2 separate regions of the Mus musculus genome follow, and region 2 is linked to region 1. The links are chromatin contacts, called in public Hi-C maps. All regions are on one chromosome and are shown on one strand. Each heading gives the region's core, a stretch centred on a gene start, on an enhancer-like site or on the middle of the called end of the contact. The rest is flanking DNA. Distances are from core to core; before and after follow the strand shown.

The links. Hi-C and Micro-C count contacts between places; a contact is called where the count stands out from the background.
Region 2: a Hi-C map of regulatory T cells shows a contact between it and region 1, with 2.4 times the contacts expected there. The contact joins two enhancer-like sites. A contact is called at or near these places in 4 of 39 promoter capture datasets (the 3T3-L1 cell line, embryonic stem cells, hippocampal neurons and 1 more), 5 of 15 datasets of contacts at CTCF or cohesin (CD8 T cells, the G1E-ER4 cell line, the NIH/3T3 cell line and 2 more), 141 of 484 Hi-C or Micro-C datasets (the 3T3-L1 cell line, B cells, the Ba/F3 cell line and 69 more), 19 of 115 datasets of contacts at active chromatin or transcription factors (the 230-238 cell line, the HPC-7 cell line, Th17 cells and 10 more) and 3 of 9 other capture datasets (adipose tissue, embryonic stem cells and liver).

What each region holds. Positions count from the first base shown.
Region 1 is chr6:143,032,199-143,038,530 of GRCm38.p6, forward strand. It overlaps C2cd5 (C2 calcium-dependent domain containing 5), which reads right to left. Exons shown (of 29, transcript NM_001362113.1): 17 at 4,037-4,201; 18 at 2,824-2,964. Among named protein-coding and RNA genes, the nearest start is that of C2cd5, 65 kb to the right of the region's middle. Within about 2 kb of position 3,308, at least 15 of the 459 cell types and tissues checked have an H3K27ac peak or open chromatin away from gene starts, as enhancers often do. A contact at or near this core is called in regulatory T cells, where this site is marked.
Region 2 is chr6:143,183,200-143,189,759 of GRCm38.p6, forward strand. It overlaps Etnk1 (ethanolamine kinase 1), which reads left to right. Exons shown (of 8, transcript NM_029250.2): 3 at 1,374-1,514; 4 at 3,293-3,435. Among named protein-coding and RNA genes, the nearest start is that of Etnk1, 19 kb to the left of the region's middle. Within about 2 kb of position 1,757, at least 5 of the 459 cell types and tissues checked have an H3K27ac peak or open chromatin away from gene starts, as enhancers often do. A contact at or near this core is called in regulatory T cells, where this site is marked.

The DNA of each region.
Region 1 (6,332 bases), core at 2,058-4,557:
TCTTTTCTTCTAGAAGTTGCCTTGGTCATGATACCTCTTCATAACAATACAAAAGTAGCTGAGATACCCTCTTCTTGATTCTGCAGACACCCGCACATATATGTTCATACATACACAGAAACACACACATATAAACAAATAAAAATATAAAACAAAAATTCTAGCATCAGCAAATTTCACCATAGTAACAACTTCAAATACTGCTAGGTAAAACCTTTTATACATTAAAGTATACTGACATAATTATGCAGACTTTTCAAAAATGTTTATAAAAATACTCTACATATAATATAAACAAGCCTAAACAAAGCCAGGGTTTGTACATACAGCGTCCTACAGCCATGCTTACCTGCATTTCAGCTTCGCTGCCCAGTCATGGCCACACCTCAAGCCACGACTCCCCAAACACGACACAAGCAGAGTCACCGGTGTTCCCCATTTGTCTCCTCTCTCACTGAATCTGTCCCCTGCCCCCATCTTGTGCCCTCAATGGACGTACTTTTCTTTTGTGTCTCTACCCAGTCAGGATCCCATCACCTAATTTATCAGTTATGCTCTGGATCAAACTTCAGGGATCATCAGCCACCTGGAGAGCTTGTTAAGACACTTTTAGGGCCCAGCTTGACCTTGCCTTCCCTAGATGGGAAGTGGAGTCCTGACAAGCCCTTTTCTTACAGGCTCCAGGAAGCACTGGTGTTACTGTTAGCTGTGCTAGCCACCCAGCCCAGAGCCAGCTGCCTGCCTGAAGCACACTGCTTCCCCACTGACCTCCCTTCTCTCCCATCCTACACTGTAAAGCAATGGAAAGCAGACCCTCGTCAGGAGGCAGAGGGAGCTCAGCAGTGAAGAGCACACACTGCTCTGGCAGAGGACCCAGCTGAGAGCCCCCAGTGCCACACGCGGTGACTCTACAAATGCCTGTAACCCCAGCAGTGGGGATCTGGATCTCTGTGGCCACAGGGACAACCTGCATAAACTCACACATGTATACAAACATATGAATAAATCTTTAAATAAAAAAACCACATAAAACTAAAAATCCCTCTCTTCCCACCCAACTGCATGTCTGATGGGCGATTCCCTTAGCAGTTACCCGTGCTTCAGACTCTCCTCTAGAATCCCATCCCAACACAATTCCACTACCAGCTTCCAGAGCCGCTGGGTTCAAAGCAGCAGACCTCAACAACGTTCTTCTCACAAGGTGCCTGTATCATTCCCTTGTCTCTCAGGGGTGGGCGGAGGACACTGTTCCTCTCCTAAGCTACTCTCAGGGGTCGGTGGGGGACATTGCTCTGAGAACAGTGAGCTGCTGAGCACCATGCCACAGAGACTCCTCAGGAAAGGAGTTTAACTGTTCAAGACTGTCAACACCATCTCATGCATGCAGCAAGGACACACTGTACTCAGCACTCAGTGGGATTATTACAAAGTGCATACAGCAATATCTATCAAATGCAGTCATAACAAAGTAAAGACAATTATACTGTGTTAAAAACAGTACATTAGTCTGGGCATTGTGTCACATAGCTATAATCCCTGCTTGAACCACACTGTTCAAGATCTCAGTGGGTTCGAGGCCAGCCTGCTGGTCTACAAAGCAAGTTCCATAGAGAAATTTTCTTGAAAAACCAAATTGATAGGTATGTAGGTAGATGGGTAGGTAGGTGGGTGGGTGGATGGGTGGGTGGGTGGGTGGGTGGGTGGATGGATGGATGGATGGATGGATGGATGGATGGATGGATGGATGGATAGATAGATAGATAGATAGATAGATAGATAGATAGATAGATAGATAGATAGATAGATAGATAGATAGATAGATAGATAGAATAAAACCAGTACATTTTATATTTAAAGTCACCCAGGCTTACAAAAATAACTCCAAATGGTAAACTACTGCAGGCTGAGTGTCTTGTCCTGGAGTGCTTCAGACTCTGATGTCTACAAAGTTGTTAGAAGCTGAGCACTCCTACTCCTAAAATGCTCCAAAACCACAACTTTAAAAGTGAGCTTTCTAATGTTCTTTAGGGGGTCTCCTATAGTCCAAGCTGGCCTTGAACTCACCATACAGTGAGGAATACTTCCTCTGGAGCACCAAGATCAAAGGCTTAAACACCTTGTCCAGTTTACACGGTGCTGGGATCCTGTACAAGGCTTCATGAACATTAGGTAAGCACTTTACCAAATGAGCTACAGTCTCAGCCCCCAAATTTGTAATTGCTGGGCAATTCAGATTTTACACTTTTGATGAGTGTCAGGGCTTCATTGCTATTATGAGACACTATGGCCAAGGCAACTCTTATAAAGGCAAACATTTAATTGGGGTGGCTTATAGTTTCAGAGGTTTAGTCCATTATCATCATGGTGGGAAGCATGGCAGTCATAGTGCTGGAAGAGCCAAGAGTTCTACATTTTGATCCAAAGGCAGCCATGCGGAGACTCTCTTCCTCACTGGGTGGAGCTTGAGTATAGAGACTTCAAAGTCCACAGTGGCAACACTTCCTCCAACAAGGCTATCTTCCTATTAGTGCCACTCCCTACAGGCTAAGCATTCAAACACGAGAGTCTACAGAAGCCAAGCCTATTCAAACCATCACTATGAAGGTTGCTCAGCTTGCATTTTAACTATTATTTTATCCAAGTGGCTTCAGGGCTGTTTATATTACAGCAACAGTTACCAAGTGCTGCTAAGGTCAAATACATGAAATGTCTACAATTTCCCTGGTAGCTGTAACATAGTACAAGTTGTCAATCAGTTCAGAACCCAATTATAAAATATTTACCTTCTCAGACATTTACAACATTATTTCAATGCAGTATTACCTCTAAAACAAAAGCATCCTTTTTCCCGTGTGAAAGATCTAACTCTGTAACTTCATCAGAACTTTCCGACTGTGATCTTAGAAGTCTGGAGCGCTGTCTGGGTTCTGGGATGGGGGATCCTATCATCTCCTCAGACACCTCCTGAAAGAAATGTAATTACAGACACTGAATTCTTCAGTTTGCTTTTAAGGTTTTATATTAACATGCAGCTTCCTGATGAGAAAAAAAAATCCACAAGATACACTCACTGAACTCTAAAGCTTCCTTTCCAGGTCACAGACGATGCAGATGTTCTCTTTTATCTACAAAAGCAGGCTAACAGCCCAGGCTGTGTGTAACAAGGTCAAGGTGACATGTAGTGCACAGACAGGGAGCTACAATGAGGTGGGAACCTCCCCACCCAGGCACATGGACGCCTACACACTATCTAGATGTGCGCCTCTAAAGCACTTTAAAGTACGATTGGCTACAAAGATGGAAAGAGTCTCCAGAAGAGGGCACTAGTCTTTCAGATCCTGGCTTTTCCAGGAGCTCTATGATAGTTAATGTGAAGAGTAAGAAATGTGTGTGCATATGTCAAGATAATGCATACATTTACAAATGCATGCACAGGCTGCACAATTCACTTGCTAAGTAATCTCCAACAGCAACAAAACTCATCTTCTACAAACCGTGCACCAGATGTGTGTGTTTTAAACAGTTAACCTGGGCCATGATGGGAGCTCAACAGGCAGAGCCTGCTGCTCTTCCAGAAACCTCCTTCACAAGGTTCTAACAGAGGTTTTCCAAAATGGTGTTAAATGCTCACTGCTAGCATGTGCCTAAGAAAAAAAGACACCTATAGAGTTCTTTCTAGAACAAGAAACATGGCTGTAATAGAGCTTTTCTCTACAGGTTGCAATGAGCAAGAGAAAAAAATTTCTGGGTGTGTAATATCCCACAAGTCAAACATGTGAACACATGCGCACATGCACACACACACACACACACACACACACACACAGATACAGACACATGCACATGTGAGAAAATAAGACCTGAAAGGAGACCTGCCCTGTGTATACTGGAAGAGAGGAGGCCTCATCAAAAAGGAGACATTTAAGCAATGACAGTAAAGAGGTGAAGAATGCCCATGTCCTGAGGAAGACACCCTCCAAGTCCCTCCCTGCAGCCAGCGGCCGGTGCCTTCACTGGGCAGGCCCGAGTCACTCACCGGGGGGGTGATCTCATACAGCTCTTTGTTTTTTGCAATGGTGTCGTTTATTCTCTTCTGCATGTGGGAGATGTGCTGTTCATAGGAGCCATCATTAGGGGTCTTCCCAGCGATCTGGATTCCACCGGGTGTGGGTAAGGCTGCTAAGTAGACTCCTGTGGCCGACTTGTAAAAAGAACAGGGATATCATCAGACAAAACACCAAACAACAATGGCTTTAAGGTCTATGTCTAGGAATGTGCACTTTGCTTTGTACAAGAGACACATGGCTAGGCCATGTCTGCAAAAACATACAAAACCACTCTGCTAACAGGGTTGATGTACTCAGGGAGACTCCTGAGTAGATGGTGACAGCTCTGAAGGGGGCTCTCTAATTACATAACTGCATAACCAGCTATGCCTTTTAAATCTTTACCTCATACTTATCCAAGAAATAAAAGAAGAAAGATAAAGGTTGAATTCTGAGCGACTTGCCCAGGAGACTGTGACCTTCCAGGCAGGCTAAGCCTCAGCGTGAGCGCCAGGCCTGTCTGGGTCACTGTATGAGACCGTGTTTCAGAATGCCTAGAATCCATATATAAACCAACTTGGAATCAGGACTCCCTTAGCAACAGGAAAAGTTACTACAGCAGCTTTGCCCCCAATGAGCAGGCAGTCTGCCTATAGAAGGGCTACCGCGGAGAACAGCTGCGATCAAGTATGGAAAGGGCGTGGTGAGGAACCATGAGGCAGTCTGCTCTGTACATCTAATTCACCCACCTCACTCCATGGCCACTCACACAAACAATTTACTTGACACACTTATTTTACCGTTTAACCCAGTAACAATCTCTCATTCTAAATCAGTCAGTATACACTATCAGTATTGGAAAATTATGGGAAAGATAAAACAAGACAAAATGTGTGTGTGTGTGTGTGTGTGTGTGTGTGTGTGTGTGTGTGTGTGTGTGTGTAAGCTACCACAAGCAGAACAAACTGTAAGAAACCTAAGCATAAAGGTGGGGTGGCAGCACATACCTGTAATCCAGCTCTCCCAGAGCTAGAACCAGGAGGGTCAGAAATGCAAGACCAGCCTCGGTTACATAACAAGCTCAAGACTAGCCTGGGCTACACAAAACTCTATCTCAAAAAGAGCAAAAACAGGGCTGGCAAAATGGCAAGTAAAGGCCCCTCTGCAAAGCTTGGTGACCTGGGTTCCATCCATGAGACCTACATGGTGAAAGGGGAGAAGTGACTCCCACAGCTAGTCTTTGGTCCCAACATGTGCACCACAGTATGTGCACCATGGTTTGTGCATGTCTACAAGTAAATGTGAAACAATAATAAAGAAAAAAAGAAGCAGAATTCAAGTGGAGCTATGGGAATCCAGGGGCAGTAGCGCTTTCCATCTTGGATGCTTGTATATTTATGTGAAACCCATCAACTGTCAAGTTTTTGACATTCAAAAATGACATCTGCACAATGGCTAAAACTGGCTCTTGGCAGCACTCTCCCAGAACTTCATTAGCAGAGCCACAATGTAGCTCCTCATGTCAACTACTGAGAAGCCCTGACAAGCCTTAGCATCAGCTAACACTTTGCTAACACACTGGCTGATGACACACCAGCCTTGAACCGCAGAACCAGATGGACCTGGATTTGAAACCACTCTCAGCATTTATCAGCCCGTCTCTCTGGAATTACCCCATGGCAGCACTGTCTTCTCCTCTTAAGTGACATCTAGCAAGGGACTGTCCTGTCAGCTATCACAGAAGCTAGCCTTCCGATCCTGAAATTCTGGTGTTCACAGAGCAGTGGCCCAGATAATGGCATCCTACGGGAGCATGAAACATGGAGCAGGCCTGAGGTTACATCAATGCCATGAACTAAGCAGCTCACCACTGTCACCTCCTACATACAAAACCATACAGCTGAGCATAGGGGTGCAGCCTGCAAATCCAGTCCGCAGCAGGCGGAGGCAGAAGGATCATGACTTCAAGGCATGCACTCATTAGGAACAGCCTTGCCTCAAAACCTAAAAAACTAAATAAAATTTACATACTTAGCCTAATTAAAAAAAAAAGAGATGAAACAGAAAACAATTTTGCATTTTAACTATAAATTTATAGAGAAAAAAAGACTACAATGTCCATAGATTTTATAAATTAAATATCTCCTTAGGTGATGAAAAGATGACATAAGAAATACAATTTGAAATCTGTCAACACACAAATGAAAATCCTGTAACTGTCAACAGCCCAATATATAATAATAGAGTCCAGATCAGTGGTTTCAACTCTAGGAATGATGGACTGAT
Region 2 (6,560 bases), core at 507-3,006, 150 kb after region 1:
GCTCTTCTAAGTTTTCAGCTGAGTGTGCTATGTATGTGGAGTTGGTTCTACTTGGGAAGTGGAAGGCAGGAGGCTAACCTTGGGTATGTGAGGTTTTTTTTTTTTTTTTTTTTTTTTTCCCCTGTAAAGTAGCTGGGAGGAGACTCAGTGGGTACAGTGCTGTTGCACAGCTGAGCACCAGAGTGTGCATTCCCAGAACCACTCAAATCCAGGATGCTGCGCACACCTGTCACCCCACTTCTGGGGGAGGAAGGTGGGGACAGTTGGATCCCTGGGGCTCCTTGGCCAGTTGAGCAAAAGTAGGGAACTTCAGGTTTAGAAGACGACTATCTCAAAGGCAGACAAAACGTCATCAACGAGGACATTCCTGTTGTTACCTTCTGGCCTACGCATTCATGGCAGGCACACGACCCGTACCTATGACCCCTCTCCCCAATTTACAAAACATTTAAATTCACACCAAACTAGATGTATGACTAGATGTATGCCTTTTGATCCCAGCCACTCAGAAGGCTGAGGGGGGAGTATTACTTGAGGCTAGGAATTTGAGGCTTGGGGGCTCAAAAATAGCAAGGTCCGCAGACACTGGGCACTGAGCCCTCTCGGTTAGGACGGTGCTCAGAGGACCTGTCCAGTGCTCCGAGTGCTTCCCGACTGACAAACCTAACTTAAATTAGGTGACACGAGGTGATCAGAAGTCCAGGGTCATCCATCCTCTGCTACTTAGTCCGAGGCTAGCCTAGGGTATTTGATCTCAAAAAGATCAGGCAAGAGTAATTGTACAAACTTAAAAGTGTTTATTTAATCACAACTTTGTGACACTTGATTCTCTGTGTCTTAGTTTGAATTGTTCTCAAGTATTTTTGTGTGTTAGGGTCATCGGGGAAGCTTTACTTATTCTCACTCATTAGCTAGACCCCAAGCAAGCCCATTAAATCAGAATTTGGGAGGATGGTAAATTGTTTTTAGCAGTGCTGCAGCTGGGGAGGGGATAGCGTTTGTCTTCTGGGATCATAGTTACAGTAGTGATAAACTGTGGCCAGGATGGGATGCTACGTGGTCAGAAATTCCTGAGTAGTTGCATCAGGAGTCAAGGATGCTGTGGCCATAGCAAGCAGCTGTGAGGTGCAGCCACTGTGTGAGGTGGAGGAATCTGGAAAGGTTTGCAGGAAGCAGCCAACTTGACCTGGCAGAGTTACTGTCAAAATGGAGCTTAGAAGGAAACCCCTAGAGCAGAGCCTGAGTGCAGTTGTATACAGGGTGCAGAAAGGCGTGGAAGACAGTTGAGGAACCTGGCTAACAGTGACACAGTGAGAATCTTTTTTAAATAGACTACTTAATTATCCTTAATTTAAAATTTTGTTTTTAAACAGGCTAATAGCTCGTCAGCTTGCTAAAATCCATGCTATTCATGCGCACAATGGCTGGATCCCCAAATCTAACCTATGGCTAAAGATGGGAAAATATTTCTCTCTCATTCCCACCGGATTTGCTGATGAAAACATTAATAAAAGGTAAATTACTTTGGTATTTGCATGGCTTTGCCCTTACTATGTACTGAAAGATAGTGCTGGTGTGCATTCCTCTCTGTATTAAAGTGAACAGTTGTTGACTGTGGCTCTCAGGTGACACTGCAGCAACAGTCTCCTTTCTCCTCGCCCTGTTGAAGCGTCCCCTCCCCACCCTGACCCTGAAGAAAGTCCCTACACAGTGAGGGGGGGGGGAGTTGCTGCAGACACAAGTATTCATTTAGACGCAATTATAAAGAACACCAGCAGAGGGCACAGCGGCACCAATTACCGTAAAGGTCTAGAGGGGTAGAGGTGTGGGTATGGGATGGGACTGTAAGAATTTAGGCCATCTTAATTTACTGTGTTTATTTAAATGGTAGATTATTAGGGTGAAAATTTACCTTCTGAGATCTTAGCTCTTTCACATTGACTACCAAGTTCAGACTGCAAGTGTTGGTTCATGTTTTATATGGGATTTTTTTAGATTAGTCTTAGAATCTAAATCTTGAATATTATTAGTAGTATAAACATGGAACATTTTATTAGGTTTCTATGTAAAGTGTGTTAAGGCTTTTGCTTTGTGTAGGAATTCTGTTTCCAGAACAACAGAAGCAAGCATGATTTAGAAGTGTTGACAGTGTGCTTACCCACACGTATGCACACACACCCAGAATCTCTTAAGCACATGTGCACACACAGAAAGAATATTGTAAGTGGTCTGGGAAGCAGCAGACTGTGGGTCCAGCTTGGCAAGTCCTCAGCTCCATGTCCCTGTCATGTCCCCTTGGCAAGTGCTCAGCTCCATTGTGTCATCTGTGTAAAGGGACCGGACTACTGTAGGTTATTAGCTGAGTTTGTTGGTGGTCTCCCCATGTAGATAATTTGTGTGGAGGGTAAAGGGTACTTTGATAGACTTTGGATGAAGAACCAAGAGGCCAGGCAGCTCTTTGGGAAGGAGTGACTAGCAGTCCGTGCCTGGAGGGCATGTGGCAAGCTGGAGGAGGTCGCCCATTCTGTGCCATTATATTTTCTATTAAATTTTATGCAAATAGATAACCTACATCCATACTTTTGGGTTCCTCCTTTTTCCCAGGCACCCTTCTATTAACCCTCGTGCTTAAAATCTATGTTAAGGGGGCTGGTGAGATGGCTCAGTGGGTAAGAGCACCCCCGTAATGAGATCTGATGCCCTCTTCTGGTGCGTCTGAAGACAGCTACAGTGTACTTACATATAATAAATAAATAAATAAATAAATAAATCTTAAAAAAATAAAAAAAAATCTATGTTAATAATTTTTTTTTTAAAAGAAACTTTCTCCTCAGTTGCACTGAGGCAAGTCATAGCTTTGTTGTTGAGATGAAGTAGTTAATTTGAGTGTGTCATCTCCATCTTAGATGGTGCTCTAGGGTTTTCTGAAGATAACTCATTTTCACCTTTCCTTGCTTAAAATAAACATTTTCAGTCTGTAACTTTAAATCATACACTTTGTGTCTCAGTCCCCTCGCCTGTATAGAGTGGCAGTTAGCATCAGGTGTTGAGAGTGGACACCACAGCTGCTCACTGCTTATTCTGTCCCTTTTAGTTTCTGCTCTACAGTTTAACTGTCTTATGTTTAAGTTGACTATAAAGGTTTTCTTTATTCAGGTTTTGGAACACTTTGATTTATTGTTGAATTCAGGAATATGTGCTTATTCAATAGAAAGCATTTGAGGTAGAATTTTAACTTTAAATTTGAAAGAAGTGTCAATTAGATAAACAACTCTTCTTTTAAAATGGAAAGGTTCCTGAGTGAGATCCCAAGCCCGCAGCTTCTGCAGGAGGAGATGACTTGGATGAAAGAGCTGCTTTCAAGCCTGGGCTCACCTGTGGTCCTTTGCCATAACGACCTGTTGTGTAAGAATATAATCTACAACGAGAAACAAGGTAGGTATTTGACCTTAGCAGTAAGTAATTTGATTGATTGCTCATATGCTCTTTTTAATGGTCCCTCGTCTTTGTATCAGTAAACAAGGAGTAAAACATACACAAAGATTTTTGCTTGAGGTTATAAAAATCATGGTAATTGCTATTAGGAATATACATATATATATATATATATATATATATATATATACATACATACACACACACATAAATACATATATATGGATAAAATGCCTTTAAATTGTTAAAAGTAGTTGGTTCTTGACTTTTTAAGTGTATAATGATAATTGTATGTATGTGTGTGTATATATACATATATATATGTATGTATATACTATACATAAATATACACATATAAATATATTTTTAAAAGCTGTTTGGCTACTTGTGATTTTGAAAGCATGTCTGCTGTAATGGGGAGTGTGGGAAATCAACAGATTTGCTACTGCACTGCTGGATCTGCGCTGTGGGCTTAGCAGCATTAGCAGCCAGGCTTTCTAATTCCTGTGTGTGTGCTGATACTCTAGGGAGAGACTCAAATGTAGCCTACTGCCTTTGTTCATATTTATAGCAAATGAAGTAGTAATAAAATAGCTTTGGTAAATAGACTTAAAATATTCTGAGATACAAGTTGATACTTTGGTGTAACTTTGTGTGACTGCTCATATCTTGATGCTTCCTGTTCACATGTAAGAGTCACTGGTTGCGTTATTAGGTCATTGGGTAAAGTGCTTTGAGGTTTGGTTGCTAAACAGTAAACATCTTCAAATATTAAATTGAAATTTGAAAGTACCATTTGTGTTAAAAATTAATAATTGAAGTGCTTGAAACTGGAGCCACTGCTTTTCAGAGAAGGCCAATTTTGAAAGTAGTTATTTTGTGGAGACTGTATTTTAAATTAAAAAAAAAAAGTGTTTTTATGTATATACTAAAACCAAAAAATCATTATTATTGTAGTCATAAATGTATTAAATTTCCTATTAGTGATTTTATATCCAGAGTTGGGACTGTTCTAATAAAATAATTGTTAATAATTATTGCTAATTTTAGCCTGAAACCCAACTAAAGAGGCACTGTCAAGGATGGTGCGGCCTTAAGTTATATTTTCAAAGACATTCATTTTTCATATTTGATATTTTAATGTGGATGAGAGATTGTTTTAAAAAAAAAACAAAACACTGCACTAAAGGCTGTGTTTTGAACTGTTTTAATTTTTGTGTGGAATCACTTCATTTTAAACTTTAGGTATACCGTAGAGCATAAGTGTTTGACAGTGTTCTTTGAGGAGTTGTTACGGTACGGGAGTGGTGACCAGATCTCAATGCCATATGAGATAGAAGCATTAGCTGTGCTTAGCAGGCCTGCTAGCGTTCAGTGCATTTGTGTAATGGAGTTTCATGGAAGGGACTTCATCTTACAGTGAAGTGGACACTCAGCTTTATCTTTAACTGCACGTTAAAGGGAATTTGTTACTTCCTTTGGAATATAGGTTTAAATATCATTTATATTTTATCTTTTTGCATATCCATTTCATAGAACAAACTTGTTTATAAAACTAAAAATAAGGGACCAAAAAAATCAGATTACTTTGTCATAGGTACTTTTCATTAAACATTTGTCAGTCTCAGCTCTTGATGATTTACATGTAAATCAAAGAGAAGAATTAGGTTCTAATTTGGTGTTAGAGGTCAAAATCCCTCTCCATGTCTCTCTGTCCCTTTCCTTCCAGTAAGAGTTCATGTTGTATTGCTTGCTCCTTGTCTTTTGAGTGTTAGTAAGGAAAGACTCTGTTATGTGTTCTCTTTATCAGTCAGTAGTTTTGTGTTTATTGGAAAGGCTGATTAGATCTTGGATTTCTATGTTAATAGTTGATACATAAGCTCTAAGACACTGTAGTTAGTGTTCAGGTAAAACTTAAAATTCAAGAACGCCTGACCTGATGTTCTTTGTTGTGATTTCAGGTGAGGAGCTAGTAGCTCTGAGATAATGAAAGCATGTGACCTATTTGAATCTGTAGTTACAAGTAGAAGATAACCACATTTTAGTCCAACAAGTTGGTAAGCTTAATGCATTTGGCCTAGGAGCATTGCTTTGACACTCCAGAGGTGATTTGAGAACAGGCAGTATGGGAGCCAGGTGTGTGTAGGTACATCTTGTATCCCAGCACATAGGAGGCAGAGGCAGGCAGATGTAGTCTACTTAGTTCCAGGACAGCTAGAGCTACTGAGACCCCATCTCAAGTGGGGGCTGAGGAAACCACAAAAGGGGGCTGGAGAGCTGGCTCTGCCTTTAAAGGCGAGGCTCTCAACCACAGCAGCAGCAAAGGCAAATTGGCTACACCTGTTTTAGCTGGCCCTTCCTTTACTGTAGCATGTGAAAGCTGAGCTTTTTGAAGGTACTTGTACTTAGAATAATGGATTAAAATTTGCATTTTATTTACGTACACATTTGATCTGTTATCTTAAAGTCATCCTCTTGAACTCCCTATTTTCTGCTTATCTTGTGAGATATAAGTAGATAAAAATAAGGAAGTGAGTGGGCTGGACCTGATATCATCAAGCTGTCTTTGTTCTTTCTCAGCAGTGTAAGTTTGAAGCTCACTTTTGATACTTCACATTTGTGCAGTGACTGCATACATTTAAAGTAATGTGATGAACTGGCTTTGGCATTACATACATACATGGTTTGCCAGCCATTATTATGCTGTTAATAGTATACGTTTTATAAAATGCTATCAGGATCTGGGGAGTGGTGATGCACACCTTTAATCCTAGTGCTTGGGAGGCCGAGGCACATGGATCGCAGTGTGTTCCAGGACCGCCAGAGCTACTAGGAGGAACAAATGAAAGAAACAAACAAACAAGCCCAAAACAAAACAAAAACCCAAAGCAACAACAGAAGAATTAGCATAAGAATGCAGGCGTTCCTTAGCTGCTGCTGATCCATTCCTGACTGTATGAAGGGACAGCTGACCTCAAAGTGGGGTCAGTGCACAGTAATGAGCTAAAATTGTAAAAATAAAACAAAAAATAAAAACAAAAAATAAAGCAGCTGTTCTTCCTACAGAGGAAGGCAGCATTATGCAGTTGTCTGTCAGTCATTTGTTAATCTCACAAGGCTTAGAG